2 separate regions of the Pan troglodytes genome follow, and region 2 is linked to region 1. Evidence: chromatin contacts called from public HiChIP or PLAC-seq data. All regions are on one chromosome and are shown on one strand. The core of a region is the stretch at or near the end of the contact, and the rest is flanking DNA. Distances in the headings are between cores, read along the strand shown.

Region 1 (7,103 bases), core at 2,722-5,221:
CAACAAGTAATACAGCCACTTAAGAGATAAGACAGAAGGGAAATGACTCACTTAAGGTCACTTAGCAAAAAGGGAAGTCATTTAACAATTAATTATAAACCATCCATTAATTGTGTAAAGGGAAGAGGGGATTCACTCACACCCGTGGAGGAGGCAGGATCGCCTTTCCTAAAGTGATAGCATCAATTTCTGCTGGCTTCTTACAGGGTAATCTAATCATCTTTCTCTTCCAATCAGAAGCTCTTGTGAGTGCTTTCTAGTGATGAGTGCCTGAAAATCAAGTCATATTCCTAACTCAAAGGTTAATAAATACCACGTGATACATATTGTACAGTTCTCATTCTTCCCAATGAAGTCCATTGAACATAGCCTGATAAACTTCACATATTTCCAAAATGAATTACTAGTTTTCTGCCTCATTCATAAGGCGAATTTTACCAAACTCAGAAGTTTGGAAAAATAGGCCCACTAACAGGTATAGCACTGGGCCAATATAAGGCCCTAAAAGTCATCTGGCGGTTAAATTATTTACCATTAGTAACTGTAAATTCAGGGTCTAAATTAAGAGTTTATAGACTCTAATAATATTAAAAGCTGAATCCTATAGAGTGGGTCAGTAGGAGAAGCAACCTTTGTGGACCCAGGCATCAGGCAGCGGTAGGAGTCAAAGTGGGGGTTATATTTTAGAAATTTAACTATTCTGCTATCACCAGCTTTATTTCCTAATATACTTATCAAAAATGCAAGGAAAAACAGAAGAATCAATATTAAGGAAAGTACAGGGATGAAGATTAGAAAATGGAGATAACCAAGAAGTCTGTTTCCTCTTTTTAATACAGCACACTTTGGAACAGCAAATGAAAGTTATCTTGTTAAGCATTAAGTGCCAAACTGGTACAAGCAGCACAATCACAAATATTTGAGTACTGAAGATGACTCATAAAAATCTAAAAATATTTCATGCTTTAGGCTTTCAAAACACCATCAGTTTAACCCCTTTTCCTCCATCAATCGTATTATCTTGAAACCAATGTAAAAAATATTTTTAACCCAGTTCTGGAAACTGTCATTGAAATGCAGTGAAAACAGAAAGCCACATGCAATTAGATTCTAAGACATTATTTCCTACATTTGATCCTGGATTTACTCAATCAGTTGTTAAGCACCTGTGCTACTTTACTAAAATAAATACACATATTTAATTTATGATAAGGGTTGTCTAAGAGTCTTAACTGATATCCCTTTCAGGAAATATCAAAATCCTTAAATAAAAGGCCATTTTAAAATTAATCGTAATATAACTAAACTCTGTTAAATTTTCAAAGAATTCCAGTTTAAATCCCAGTTTATAATGTCCTTAACAGGCTGAAATCTCTTTTCTGATCAAAACCAAGTGCTATCATGTAAAATCAAAACTTTTTAAGTTATAAGCATAGGAAGCCAGTGAATTTAGGCCAAAGGTTTTTATTTTTTTATTTTGTAACCATACACTGACTTGGGTTACAACGTATTTCTTATAATTCTTTTGAAAATAAATACATTTTCGTTATTTTTTAAAGGAATAGAAATGGAAGGAGCTGGGAACAGCCAATTTCAAAGAGGCACCAAGTTACAATTTTTCGATATGAAGTACTTCTGTTGTAAGTACATGCATTGTGTGTACATTCTTAAGAATATGTAATATACTTAGTCGATTTAAGATAGTTACCAAAATAACCCACTACAAAAGTTACAGAATACCAAACACTTGACTACAAGTATGATAAATTATGCTGAAAAGGAAAAATCACTCAGTATGTGACATCCCTTTGAAAACAACCCCACGTGCGCACACACACACACACACACACACGCATGCAAAAATCAAAAACTATCAGTTTCTTTTTTTCCCTCCTAGTTTTCAAGAATGCTAGAGAAGTCCAGTTCTGTGAATTATGCAAAGGACAGCAAACATTAAGCTGCCTCCATATTTATGCTACTGTACTTCCATTTTTAAAACAAGCATCTCAACTCCCCAGACACCATCATCCACAGAAACCATGCAGCTATCCAACAGACTTTCAGTGTCACCATTTATTATTTATAGCGTTAAATGGGGGAAGTGGCTCTGATGTCACCAACCCTACCCAGTGGAATCACTGACTCAATAAACATTTTCACACTGAAGAAAATCTGGCTAGGAAAACATTTTGCTGGGTTAAGTAGATTCTTCCACCTCTCCTCTCAACCCTGGGGAAGAAGTTGTTACCGTGTTAGGAGAGATACAAAGAAACTGTCAAGGCTTCCACAGGAAGAAATCCTGGACATGTCCATTTGCTGATGCAGACTTCCTCTTCCCAGCTCTCCAGAGCCCAGTTTGATTTCCCTCATGTTCACATTGGCAGGTAATATCGGCCATATTTTATTTCTTCCACCAAATCATCCATCAATTAGCAAATTCTTCACTTCTAGCCACTCTCTCACTGTCCTGTTCCTAAAAACCCCTTCTGGTTTCAAATCCTAAAGCTTCGGAGGAGGGTGGAGGGTGTCCACGGACCGGGAGTCTGGCCTGGCTGCCAGTGGTTTCTAACAGAAGAGTGGTCGCTTCCCCCTGGGGCCAAGGATTCCCCTCTTTTTTTTTTTTCTGAGAAGAAAGAACTCGCGGCAGTGATGAGGATGGCTCCCTCCCCAGTCATCTCCAGTTTCCCAAAGCAGCTCTGGAAAACGTGAAGTTGCGCCTTCTCTTTCCTGGAGGATGGAATCCAGAGTACCTGGGGCCTTGCTATGCAAACATCCCTCTCTGCCGGGTAGGAAACCCTTTGTCCGAGAAGCCGGACACCACAAGGGCCCGGGAAAGAGGCCTCCTTATCCGCCACAGCCTCAAACCCGAAAGCTCCCTGCCCCCCCTCCCCCCAACTCTGTAGGGCCTATCCTGGCATCCACACAGACCTAAGGCTGGGGAGTGGGTGCTGAGACCCCTCCTAGGACGCGGAGGCCCAGGCGGCCCCAACCCATCTCCGTACTCCTTCCCACCATCTCACTCGGCCTGAGTGGGGCTTGCAAGCGCGGTGCGGGCCTGGGCCGAAACAGAGGAAAGAAAAAAAAAATCCCTTTCTAAAAGAAGGAGAATGGGGTGCTAGAGCGAGTGCGACCTAAGTCTACAGCATAAACGAGCGAGGGTCGTCCGAGAGCTGGGACCGGAGACGGGACCAGGGGGAGGGGGAGAAGCGAGGGGCATGGAGGGGGCCGGGCCAGGACCGGCCGGAGATGTCGAGGGATCAGAGGAGCCCGCGCCAGGTCCGAGGCCAGGGAAGGCTGGGGGCCCGGGTCTGGGTCGAGGCGTCTGGGAAAGGCCAGAGCCGGCCTCGCACCGGACGTTGAGGTGGGCAGGCCCGCCCGGGGCCGGACGGACGGAAACACAGACGGTCCAGCGGGCCGCACTCACCATGAGCTCGATGGTCTTGTCCTCAATCACCGAGTCGGGCTCCATGGCGGCCCCGGCGGCCCCGCCTCGCTCTCCCCGCGCAGCAGCGAACGGCCCGGGCGGAGGAGGCGACGGCGGAGGCGGCAGAGGCGGAGGCGGCTATCGCACCCACTCTAGCTGCCAGCCCGCCCGGGCCGCCGGCAGCTCCGCCCTCCCCCTCGGCGAACGCAGTACGCAGATCGGGGACTACACCTCCCAGCAGGCGCCGCGGCCCGCAGAGCGTTGTGGGACCGAGCCTCTGACACCAGGTTGCTGGCTCTTGGCAGCCCGAAGCTGAACTCCGAGCTGAGAGTAGCACTGGACTGTGGACGTAGGACGTGCAGACCTGAAGAGTTAAGAGCTTGCTCATGGTAGGGCCTCGAGAGCGCCACGACTACGTGTCCCAGAAAGCCGTGCGCCCGGGTTCTCCTTCCGGCTAGCTTCTCTTGACTTCCTGGCAGCCCAAGGCTGCCCAGACCGGGACGGAAACTCCGAGGCAACTCCTCACTTGTCGGAGGTCCTGCGTATGCGACCCATTTCCGCACATGCGCGGTCCATGCCGCAGTGCCCCCTAGACGCCTAGGTAGCTGCGCGGCCCGTCCGGCAGTGTCTGATGGTAGGGGCAGATGGTGGAGACAGGTGGGTTCTAGGGGCGTTAGGAAGGTGTATAGGCCTGGGGCTCAGGTGTGGAAAGGGGCCAGCGAGTGAGAGAAGCTCGGCCTGGGGAAGAGGCTCTGAGAGGATGGGCATCCCAGGAGTGAGAGTTTCGAGATTTCTTCGGGAAAGACGGGGTTTTGGGAAATGTGCTGTGGTGCTGTCTGTATGTCACACGATCTGCGAGGAGCTGCGAGATTAAAGGGGACGTGCGTATATCGAGCCCCTCATTCATTAGTTCAGAAAATGGTTATTTTTTAAGCATCCAGCTTCCGCTGCGTACCGTTCTAGGCGCTGAGAATCAGCTCTGAACATGACAGACAAGGCTCCTGTTCTCATGGAGCTTAATTCTGGTAGAGGGACGACAGACATTAACCAAAAGAGTGGCTAAGAAGGAACACACAAGCGGAGACTCCTTCTAGTGAACTCAGCCTCCAACTCTGTGTAACTTAAGTCTGTCCGTGCCCTCTAACCAAATCCCACCAGGAAGACACGGATCGTTGAACAAGCTGGGTTTATTACTAGTTGCAGTGACTGAGAACACACATTGAGGCACGATAGGGCCTCTCGGTAAGAGTTGTTAGTGATTTGGGAGAGAGTTTAAGGAAGTGAGAGCTTCACTGGATTAGATACTGTCAGGAAGAGAGGGTCGTTCCATGATTGAGCATCTCAGTTCATCTTATCTAGAGGAAGGGAATTCTAGATTGAGGCTAAAGCTGTGCAGATAAAGAAACAGCAGCCTGGCCGGGCACAGTGGCTCACGCCTGTAATCCCAGCACTTTGGTAAGCCGAGGCAGGCGAATTGCTTGAGCGCAGGAGTTCCAGACCAGCCTGGGCAACATGGCGAAACGCGTCTCTACAAAAAATACAAAAATGAACCGGGCCTGGTGGTGCGCGCCTGTCATCTCAGTTACTTGGGAGGCAGAGGTGGGAGGATCGCTTGAGCCCAGGAAGTGGAGGTTTCAGTGAATGGAGATCGCACCACTCCACTGTACCCTGAGTGATAGAGCCAGACCTTGTCTCAAAAACGAAAAAAAAAAAAAAGTGCAGCAGCAGCTCCCTCATATTAGCCAAGTGGGGATGTTGAGTCATTTTTTGTGGTTTGGCCAATCATCAGGTTTTATCTTTTTATCGTGTTTAGACCCGATTATAGAGTGGTCTTGTATTTGTCTGGATCTATCATGGTCACAGAATGACCTCGTCTGATGTTGATGTTCTTTGGAATTGTTTTTGTTCTACAGGAAAACACAAAGCCTAGCTATAAGGGCCAGGCTGTGGTCTAGTAACATCATGGCATGGCTGATTGTACCAGGCCAGCTTCCAGATATCAGAGACTGCTTTTCACTTTCTCAAAGTATTTTTGCATTCTCTGCACCTATAAAGTCAAAGAGGCTGGATGACCTAGAAATCTTTCCATTACCAAGGACCAAGTTACAGTAATTTGCATGCATTCAGGACACAGTATAAGTTCCCTGCAGGTAGACTTTGAAGTTTCATAGTCCTTACCTGGTGCTTTTCACCAAGGGAATTGAAAGAAAAGCAATAGGAAGAGCACAGAATTGGAAAGTTCTTACCACTGTCATGCTATCTGAATTTCACCAGGTCCCTTCCACTATGGCCCTTAGGACATTCATTAGTAAAACAAAGGGATTAGATATGACCTCTATTTCAGTTACCTGTTGCAACACAACAAACCGCCGAAGACTTAGTAGCTTAGAATAACAATGGTTTATTATGATTTTACAATTGTGTGGGCTGACCCGGGCTCAGCCGGGGCCCACATGCAATCAGCTGGGAACTCATTCAAAATGACTTTTCATCTTCTAGGGCCTCTCCTCCCTGTGGCTTTTTATCATTCAAACGTCTGCATAGTGACTTGAGAAAGGACAAGCCCCAGTGAACAAATGCTTATCAAACCTCTGGTATGCACCACACTTGGTAATGTCCCGTTGGCCAAAACTAGTAGTATGGCCAAACCCATAGTCAGTGTGGGAAGGGATTGTACAGGGGTATAAAAACAGGCATGGGGTAGGAGTCACAAGCTGGATGTGACCCTCTCCCCCGCCCCCCACCCCAGCACATACATATGTTTGTCCTATACCGTCTTTTTTACTGTTTTTAAAATTTGATATTCAGGTTTTAAAAATCTGAATTTCCAGCTTTTCTTGAAAAATTAGAATATCTGACAATTAGATCTACATGGCAACAATATGCAGGGGTTAAATAGCAACTACCTTTATTTAAGCATATATTCTATGGTTTTCCACAGTTGCCATCACTCCTTTTTGTCTTGTATCTGCATGCTTCACTCATTTAAGTTGCATCCCTAACCTGTATAGATATTTGAGTTTGCATCCCCTGGCATTGGAACTGTAGTGGAGATAAATCAAGGTTTCTGTCCTTTTATTAAAATCGTATACCTGGGAGCATGGGGAGGGGCTGCCATCTCTGTGGCTGCACCATGATCTACAAAAAAAAAAAGAAAAGAAAATTGTGTGCTGCCTTAAAAGGAAAAAAGTACTAATATTATTAGGTCAAATTCCAGGAGCTCAGTGGGGTTAAAAGCTCATACATAGGAATTAGCCAAGTATGGTGGCTCACGCTTGTGGCTGCAACTACTCAGGAGGCTGAGGTGGGAGGATCACTTGAGCCTGAGGGGTCAAGGGTGCAGTGAGCCATGATTGCACCACTGTATTCCAGCCTGGGTGACAGAATGACCAGCTTGGGTACCAGACCAGCTTGGGTGACAGAACAAGACCCTGTCTCAAAACAACAACAATAAATAAATAAATAAACACTATATATATGATAAAAGAAGGCTTATCCAAGCTATGTAAGAGGCAAGCTGAGCCAAGGCTTTATCACCTTGCTCTCACCTCTTCTCAAACAAGAACTCAGGTGCTCTTATTGCTTCAGGCTTGATGGCAGCTGTTGATTAGATTTGGTCATAGACAAAGGCAGAACACCCTCAGGCATATTTTCCCACAGTGTTTCAGATAGCTCTTCA
Region 2 (7,103 bases), core at 1,602-4,101, 280 kb after region 1:
AAATCCGTTGTAAGAAGCATGTGAAGACTCCATATTGATAAAACAACTTTCATAACCCAACACATTCAGATTAAAAACACGGCAAAACCCACCTCTACTAAAAATTTTTTAAAAATTAGCCGGGTGCGGTGGCATGCACCTCGTGGTCCCAGTTACTTGGGAGGCTGAGGTAGAAGGATCACTTGTACCTGGGAGGTCAAGGCTGCAGTGAGCTGTGACCTGGCACTGCACTCCAGCTTGGGCGATAAAGCAAGAACCTGTCTCGAGAAACCAAACCAAGCCCTCCACACATCCCCCAAACCTAACTCACTACCACAGTATGTTTGAAAAGCTAGGGATCTGTGCCAACACCCTTAGGAAAAAGTCTTTCCCTTCCCAACAATCTACTTATTAAGCAATAATTTTTTTTATATGTTAACCTGCAACACACCTGAGTTAATTTCACTAAACCACAATTAACTCTTAATTATCATGACAATAATGGAGAATAAAAGCGTCCATAATCAAATTCCAGAAATAATCCTTTTAGTACAAGAGCCTCTTCCCTGACCCCAGTTACATCAGGGCCCATGTCCTCTCTCCAAAAGAAAATAAAGACGTTTGGTGGTTAATGTTCCTTTTTCTAAACTTCATGTACAGCAGAGCTTATGGTCCAGAGAACTCAGTCCTCAAAGAAACTGATACTATAGCTATCTAACTGGATACCACCGGTAATAAATTACCCAAAGCTAAGATTTCACGCTTTTTAAAGCCCATATTAATAATGCCTGTCTGGTCATAAGTCACACTACCAAAAGGCTTAAATAAATTAACCCACATACATTACGGAGAAGAGCAAAATGCTTATGACAATATTAAAATGAGTGTGAAAAAAATTTAATTAAAACTAAACACTAGCGATAACAAATACTAATATATTTCAGAACCATTAATGATCAACACAATTAGAGGAAGATTCATTTTGATCCTTCAATTTCACCTTAACCCAAGGCTGTTTTAAATCGTGCCCTTTTTATCTTCCTGCTTTGTTGTCACTGAGGATCTCAATATGCCAGTAATAATGCTACGACATAAAATACACTATAAAGTAGCACTTTCATGGACTTTTTCAAGACAACTTCCACTGAGTTCTCAAGTTATTTACCCAGGATTTAGTCATACAGGATACCCACAGATTTTAATAAAGTGGCATGGCTAACCATCATGGAATTCAGGAAATCCATTAGCCAAAAAACTTAGGTGTACATGGTTTGTGAAGAGAGCTTAAGTGACAGGGCAAGCAACTGGTCTAAATGTTAGTATGCTACGATAAAGTTGTAAACCCTCCCATACCCAAACAATTTAAAAATTTACAGACATGCACATTTTAAGGCAGCTAACATTAGGTCACAAATAAAACCAACGCTGTCATCTTTGCCTAAAGGCTGTTTATAACTAAAATATTCTACAGAATGGACGTAACCAAAGGTCACTTAAAGATAGAACTAATTTTATTATTATACTGCCATACTACAACTACTACTGATTGAATTAAAATACCTATCCTCAGCACGCTTTTACTATAAAGTAGGAGTGCGCTCCCGTGTTAGAAAACTTTTAAAGTACTGATCTTACTGGGGTAAGTCAGGGTCCAACTGCATTTGTACTTTTATCCTACATATTTTCCTTCTACTTAAGACAGATGGGAATTTGATTAGCCCACCCCGACAGCACACCGGCCTAACACCCCCAAGCTGTAGCAAGGAGCCACGTTTTACCCGGGAAGACCGTTTCCCCACCCCTCCTTAATACAATGCCTGCGGCCACTGGAGACTCCTCCAGCCGAGCTCCAGAAACTCGCAGGTTTAAATGGCCAATTTGGAACCAACCGGGGCAGCTGTCATCTGAAACTCAGGAAAGCTGAGACCAGCCAACTCCACAGAACAAGGAAGGGTGCGGAAAGATGTGGCGGGGCCCGTCGGAGGGAACGCATCAAGCTCCCTCCCCCCGCCATCAATTCGCTTTTCTGCAACCCCGGCGCCGCCATCCTGATCCTCAATAATTAAACGGCCTGGAGAGGGAGTGAGGTGGCCAGAAGGGCAGCTTCGGGTCCGACTTCCCTGAGCCGAGCGGGGCGGTCGGCGAGGCCAAGGGCTACGTCCCCGGCGCTCAGAGGACTTTTCTTCGGGGCTGGGGTGGGAAGGGGCGACCCCCGCGGCTGGCAGGGCAGCCGGAAGCGGAGCGCGGGGAATGACGTGGAAGAGGGGATGACAAAGGGGCGCGGGGGCCCGGCGCGGCCCGCGGGGGTCGGGACAGGTGGCCGGGCCTGGCCGGGAACAATGGGGGGCCGAGGCTGCCCCCTGGCGCTCACCTACCTCCGGTGCCCTCCGAGTTCTCGTTGAGGCTGCCCGAGGAGTCGTGCTGGGCGCCCACACACCCGCCCATGGGGGCCCCCGGCGCCTCGTCCGCCACCTCCGGACGCTCGTCCGGGCCCGCCGCCGCCGCCGCTGCAGCCTCCTCCGGCGCCACCGCCGAGCTCCGGACAGGCGCGCCGCTCCGCTCGCCCGCCGCGGCCCAGCCTCCGCCCCCCTCGCCGCTCCACCCACCGCCTTGGCTCGGCCCCTTCCTCCGCGCCCACTTCTACCTCAACCCCCGGGCCGCCCGCCCGGCAGGCCTGGCCCGCGCGCCGCCCTCGCCGTCGGCTCAGCCCCGCCAGGCCAGGGCTGGCCCATCCCGGGCGGGCCGCAGCGCCCGCCTCGCCCCCTCACAGCCCCGCACACCCGAGTCCAGGCGAGCCCCGCGCCGGCGCCTCGCGTCCGCCAGGACCCATCGGCCCCCGCCCCGCGGCGCCGCCCTCCGCACCCACGGCCTGGGCTCGGCCTGGGCTCGGCCCGGCCCGCCCGGAATCGCCGGAGAAGGGCGGGGCCACCGGAGGCCGCGCTCTGATTGGCTGCGGGCGGGGCTGCGAGCGGAGCGGGGCGAGGGTGAGGCGGGGGAGGGGACGCAGGGGGCTAGGTGGGGGGAGGACTGGAGGCGGGGGGAGGACTGGAGGCGAGGGGAGGAGGAGAGAGGGAGGACGGGAAGAAGAAAGGAGAGGGAAGAAGGGAGGGAAAGCAGGAAAAGCCGAACAAAAGTGAGAAAAGAGGAGTGGGAAGGGGCGAAATCGAGTTCCTGGCTCCTCGGCCGTCGGCTCCTTCTTGCTGGTGGAAGCGGGTCGCACGGGGGAACCGAGAAGTAGTCGTGGAAGACTCGCAGGCGGGGACGGGGCGGTTTCCCAAATAACGGGGGCTCGGGGGAGAGTGTCCTGGCCGAACCTTGAGGTCCCAGCGCCCTTTGAATTTGTATGGCGCTCCGTGGGTTGGTACCCCGAATCTGGGCTTCCTCTTGCCTGCCCACCCCCGTCTTCCCTAAAATCATGGGGCCCCATTATTAGGGGTGGAGGCAGTGGTTGTGGCAAACCAAACTGAGATTAGAGGCGAGGCGTCCTGATGGAACGCCTGGAAAGAAGAGATAAACGCTGACCTTAGTTCAGGGGGCGTGGGTTTCTTTCATTTTCACGGGATTAATGATTCAAACAATACTACTTATCAAGATCCTGCCTTTGGGTATCTTAAATCGTCCTTAGGCCAAAGTGAAGTGTAAATGAGTGAAACACCCTGCCTTTTCGAATCTAGAATTTGGGACATTGACCACGCCCAACATTCTTGGCGGTTACTTTTCCAATCTCAGCCAAATTGTTAATGGTCCCTTTAGAATTGTGCTTCGTGCTATGATGCCTTAAAATTGTTATCATCCTGCTTGGGCCTTTCTGAAGCTTATTTCTGCCTAAGAAGCTGTTTTAACTATCGGCTCCATTTTTATATCAGACTTTCTTTTTTTAACATCCTGGGTCAGCTTTTGCTTAGCACGAAAAGAAATTTTTTAAGTTGAAATACCTAAGAAAGAGATGCTCTGCAGCTTGGGATTTGCATTTAAATATATTCTCATACACTGCTGGTGGGAGTGTAAATTGGTTCAATCTTTTTTGCAAAGCAATTTGGCAATGCAGATCAAGAGCCTTAAAAATGTTCATATCCTTTGACTCGGGATTATTCCACATCTGGAAATCTAGCTCACAGAAATAGATCAAGATATTATACAAAGATTTAGATCTCTGTATTCATTTGATAAAAAGACAGTAGACAAGCAAAACCTACACTTAGGTTAAAACACAGAAATGTCGTGAGATATAGAAATCTGCTATATTAAACTCATCCTGAAGAATTAGTATTGTCCTCAGTTGTGGTCCTGAACATTCCAAAAAGAGCTTATGCCATCGATGTTATTATGAGTTTTCAGAGGTTGCTCTGACATCAGGGGCTGTGTCACAAAGCCTTCTGTCTGATCATTTTCAACTAACTATACACGTTGGCAGACACATCACTTCATCACTTCCCTGAAGAAGAGAAGCTGCATGCTGAATATTTGCAAAGAGATTGCTTTGTCCTGAATTTCACTCTAGAAATTGCAGAAACCAAGACTTCCACGATGTCTATTAAACAGATGGTAGGCACCCAAATGATGAGGGCTCTCCGATGAGCACTGAGGAGTTGGCACTAGGAAGAGAGAGCAGTCTCGGGGAGAGATTCTCAGCAATAGATGTTCTCCACCCTGCCTTTATCTTAGAGACACATTTCCCAGGAGGCAGAGTAGTGTCGCAGTCAGGGCCCCAGCTTGGCTATTAACTTCCTGGATTGGAATCTGGCTTCCATCGTGTACTAGCTATATGGTCTGAAGTTTCTGCCAGGCATGGTGGCTCACGCCTGTGATCCCAGCACCTTGGGAGGCTGAGGTGGGAAGCTCACTTGAGCCCAGCTGTTTCAGACCAGCCTGAGCAACATAGGGAGACCCTGTCTCTACGAAAAAATTTTAAAAATTAGCGGGGCGTGGTGGTGAGCGCCTGTAGTCCCAGCTACTCAGGGGGCTGAGGTGGGAGAATTACCTGAATCCAGAGAGGTGGAGGCTACAGTGAGCTGTGATCGCGCCACTGCACTCCAGTGTGGGTGACAGAGCGAGACCCTGTCTCAAAAAAAGAAAAAAGAAAGTTTGGCCGGGCACGGTGGTTCATGCCTGTAATCCTAGCACTCTGGGAGGCCGAGGCGGGCGGATCACGAGGTCAGGAGTTGGAGGCCAGCCTGGCCAATATGGTGAAATCCCACCTTTATTAAAAATACAAAAATTAGGCTGGGCGTGGTGCCTCACGCCTGTAATCCCAGCACTTTGGGAGGCCGAGGCAGGCGGATCACCAGGTCAGGAGATCGAGACCATCCTGGCTAACATGGTGAAACCCCGTCTCTACTAAAAATACAAAAAATTAGCCGGGCATGGTGGCAGGCGCCTGTAGTCCCAGCTACTCAGGAGGCTGAGGCAGGAGAATGGCGTGAACCCGGAAGGCGGAGCTTGCAGTAAGCAGACATCGCGCCACTGCACTCCAGCCTGGGCAACAGAGCGAGACTCCATCTCAAAAAAAAAAAAAAAGAAAAAAAAAATTAGCCAGGCGTGGTGGCTCGCACCTGTAGTCCCAGCTACTTGGGAGTTTGAGGCAGAAGAATAGCTTGAACCCGGAGGGTGGAGGTTGTAGTGAGCTGAGATCTTGCCACTGCACTCCAACCTGGGCGATAGAGTGAGACTCCATCTAAAAAAAAAAAAAAAAAAAAAGGTTTATGTGGAGTTCAGTTTCCTCACCTGTAAAATTGGGCCAAAAATAATGCTCCAAACTCTGTGGGGCTCTTCATCAACTCTTTATTTCATGTCTAGCATCATCTATCTAAATTTACTGCAGGCAGGCACAGTGGCTTCGGCCTATAATCCCAACACTTTGGGAGGCTGAGGCGGGCAGACCACCTGTGGTCAGGAGTTTGAGACCAGGTTGACCAACGTGGTGAAACCCCGTCTCTACTAAAAATTCAAAAATTAGCTGGGCATGGTGGCGTGTGCCTGTAATCCCAGCTACTCGGGAGGCTGAGGCAGGAGAATCACTTGAACCTGGGAGGCAGAGGTTGCAGTGAGCCGAGATAGCACCACTGCACTTTAGCCTGGGCCACAGAGCAAGACTGACTCCAAAAAAAAAAAAAACTGACTGCATAGCACTTTCTATCAAAACAATTCCTTCTTTGTGTGTGTGTGTGTGTGCACATGTGCTTTTCTACTGTTTTATAGTATCTTTATTAAGATATTCATATACCATGTATTTCACCAGTTTATTTTTAATTGACAAATAACTGTATTATGAGGTAACAGTGTGATGTTTAGATACATGTTTACAATGTGGAATGACTAGGCTAATTAACAAATCCATCACCTCACGTATTTGTCTTTTTTTTTTTTTGAGACGTAGTCTTGTTCTTGTTGCACAGGCTGGAGTGCAGTGGCACAATCTGAGCTCACTGCAACCTCTGCCTCCTGGGTTCAAGCGATTCTCCTGCCTCAGCCTCCCAAGTTACTGGGATTACAGGCGCCTGCCACCACGCCCAGCTAATTTTTGTAATTTTAGTAGAAATGGGGTTTTGCCATGTCGGCCAGGCTAGTCTCAAATTGCTGACCTCGTGATCTGCCCACCTTGGCCTCCCAAAGTGCTGGGATTACAGGCGTGAGCCACTGCGCCCCGAGCCACTGCGCCCCGTCCGCATGCTTCTCTTTTTTGTGGTGAAAACATTTAAGATCTACTCTGTTAACGATTCGGAAGTATACAGTGCATTATTATAGTCACCATTCTGTGCAGTAGATCACTAATGCCTATTCCACCTAACTGAAACTTTCTACTCTGGAATCAACATCTCCCTTTTCCCCATCCACCCCCACCCCTTCACCAACTTGCATTGTACAAGTCAATGGTTTTTAGTATGTTTACTAAATATCAATAGTCAATGAATTTTAAAACATTTTTATCACCCTAAAAAGAAACCCTGTACCTATTAGCAGTCACTCCCCATTTCATTCTATCCCCTACCTCACCCCAGCCCTAGGCGACCACAAACCTTTCTCTTTTTTTTTTTTTTTTTGAGACGGAGTCTCCCTCTGTCACCCAGGCTAGAGTGCAGTGGCGCAATCCCAGCTCTCTGCATCCTCGCAGTTCAAGTGATTCT

Evidence for each region. HiChIP or PLAC-seq counts read pairs in DNA pulled down with a chosen protein or histone mark.
Region 2: an H3K4me3 HiChIP or PLAC-seq map of stem cell-derived excitatory neurons shows a contact between it and region 1, with 3 times the contacts expected there. The contact joins the promoter of UBTD2 here to the promoter of FBXW11 in region 1. A contact is called at or near these places in 1 of 7 Hi-C or Micro-C datasets (stem cell-derived neural progenitor cells) and 1 of 1 datasets of contacts at active chromatin or transcription factors (stem cell-derived excitatory neurons).

What each region holds. Positions count from the first base shown.
Region 1 is chr4:169,659,946-169,667,048 of NHGRI_mPanTro3-v2.0_pri, forward strand. FBXW11 (F-box and WD repeat domain containing 11) reads right to left here and starts at 3,972. Exons shown (of 12, transcript XM_003310956.5): 1 at 3,425-3,972. The coding sequence starts at 3,469. It overlaps LOC134809992 (a long non-coding RNA gene), which reads left to right and starts at 3,885. Exons shown (of 3, transcript XR_010157047.1): 1 at 3,885-4,081; 2 at 5,924-6,018.
Region 2 is chr4:169,944,025-169,951,127 of NHGRI_mPanTro3-v2.0_pri, forward strand. It overlaps UBTD2 (ubiquitin domain containing 2), which reads right to left and starts at 2,852. Exons shown (of 3, transcript XM_016954201.4): 1 at 2,355-2,852. The coding sequence starts at 2,424.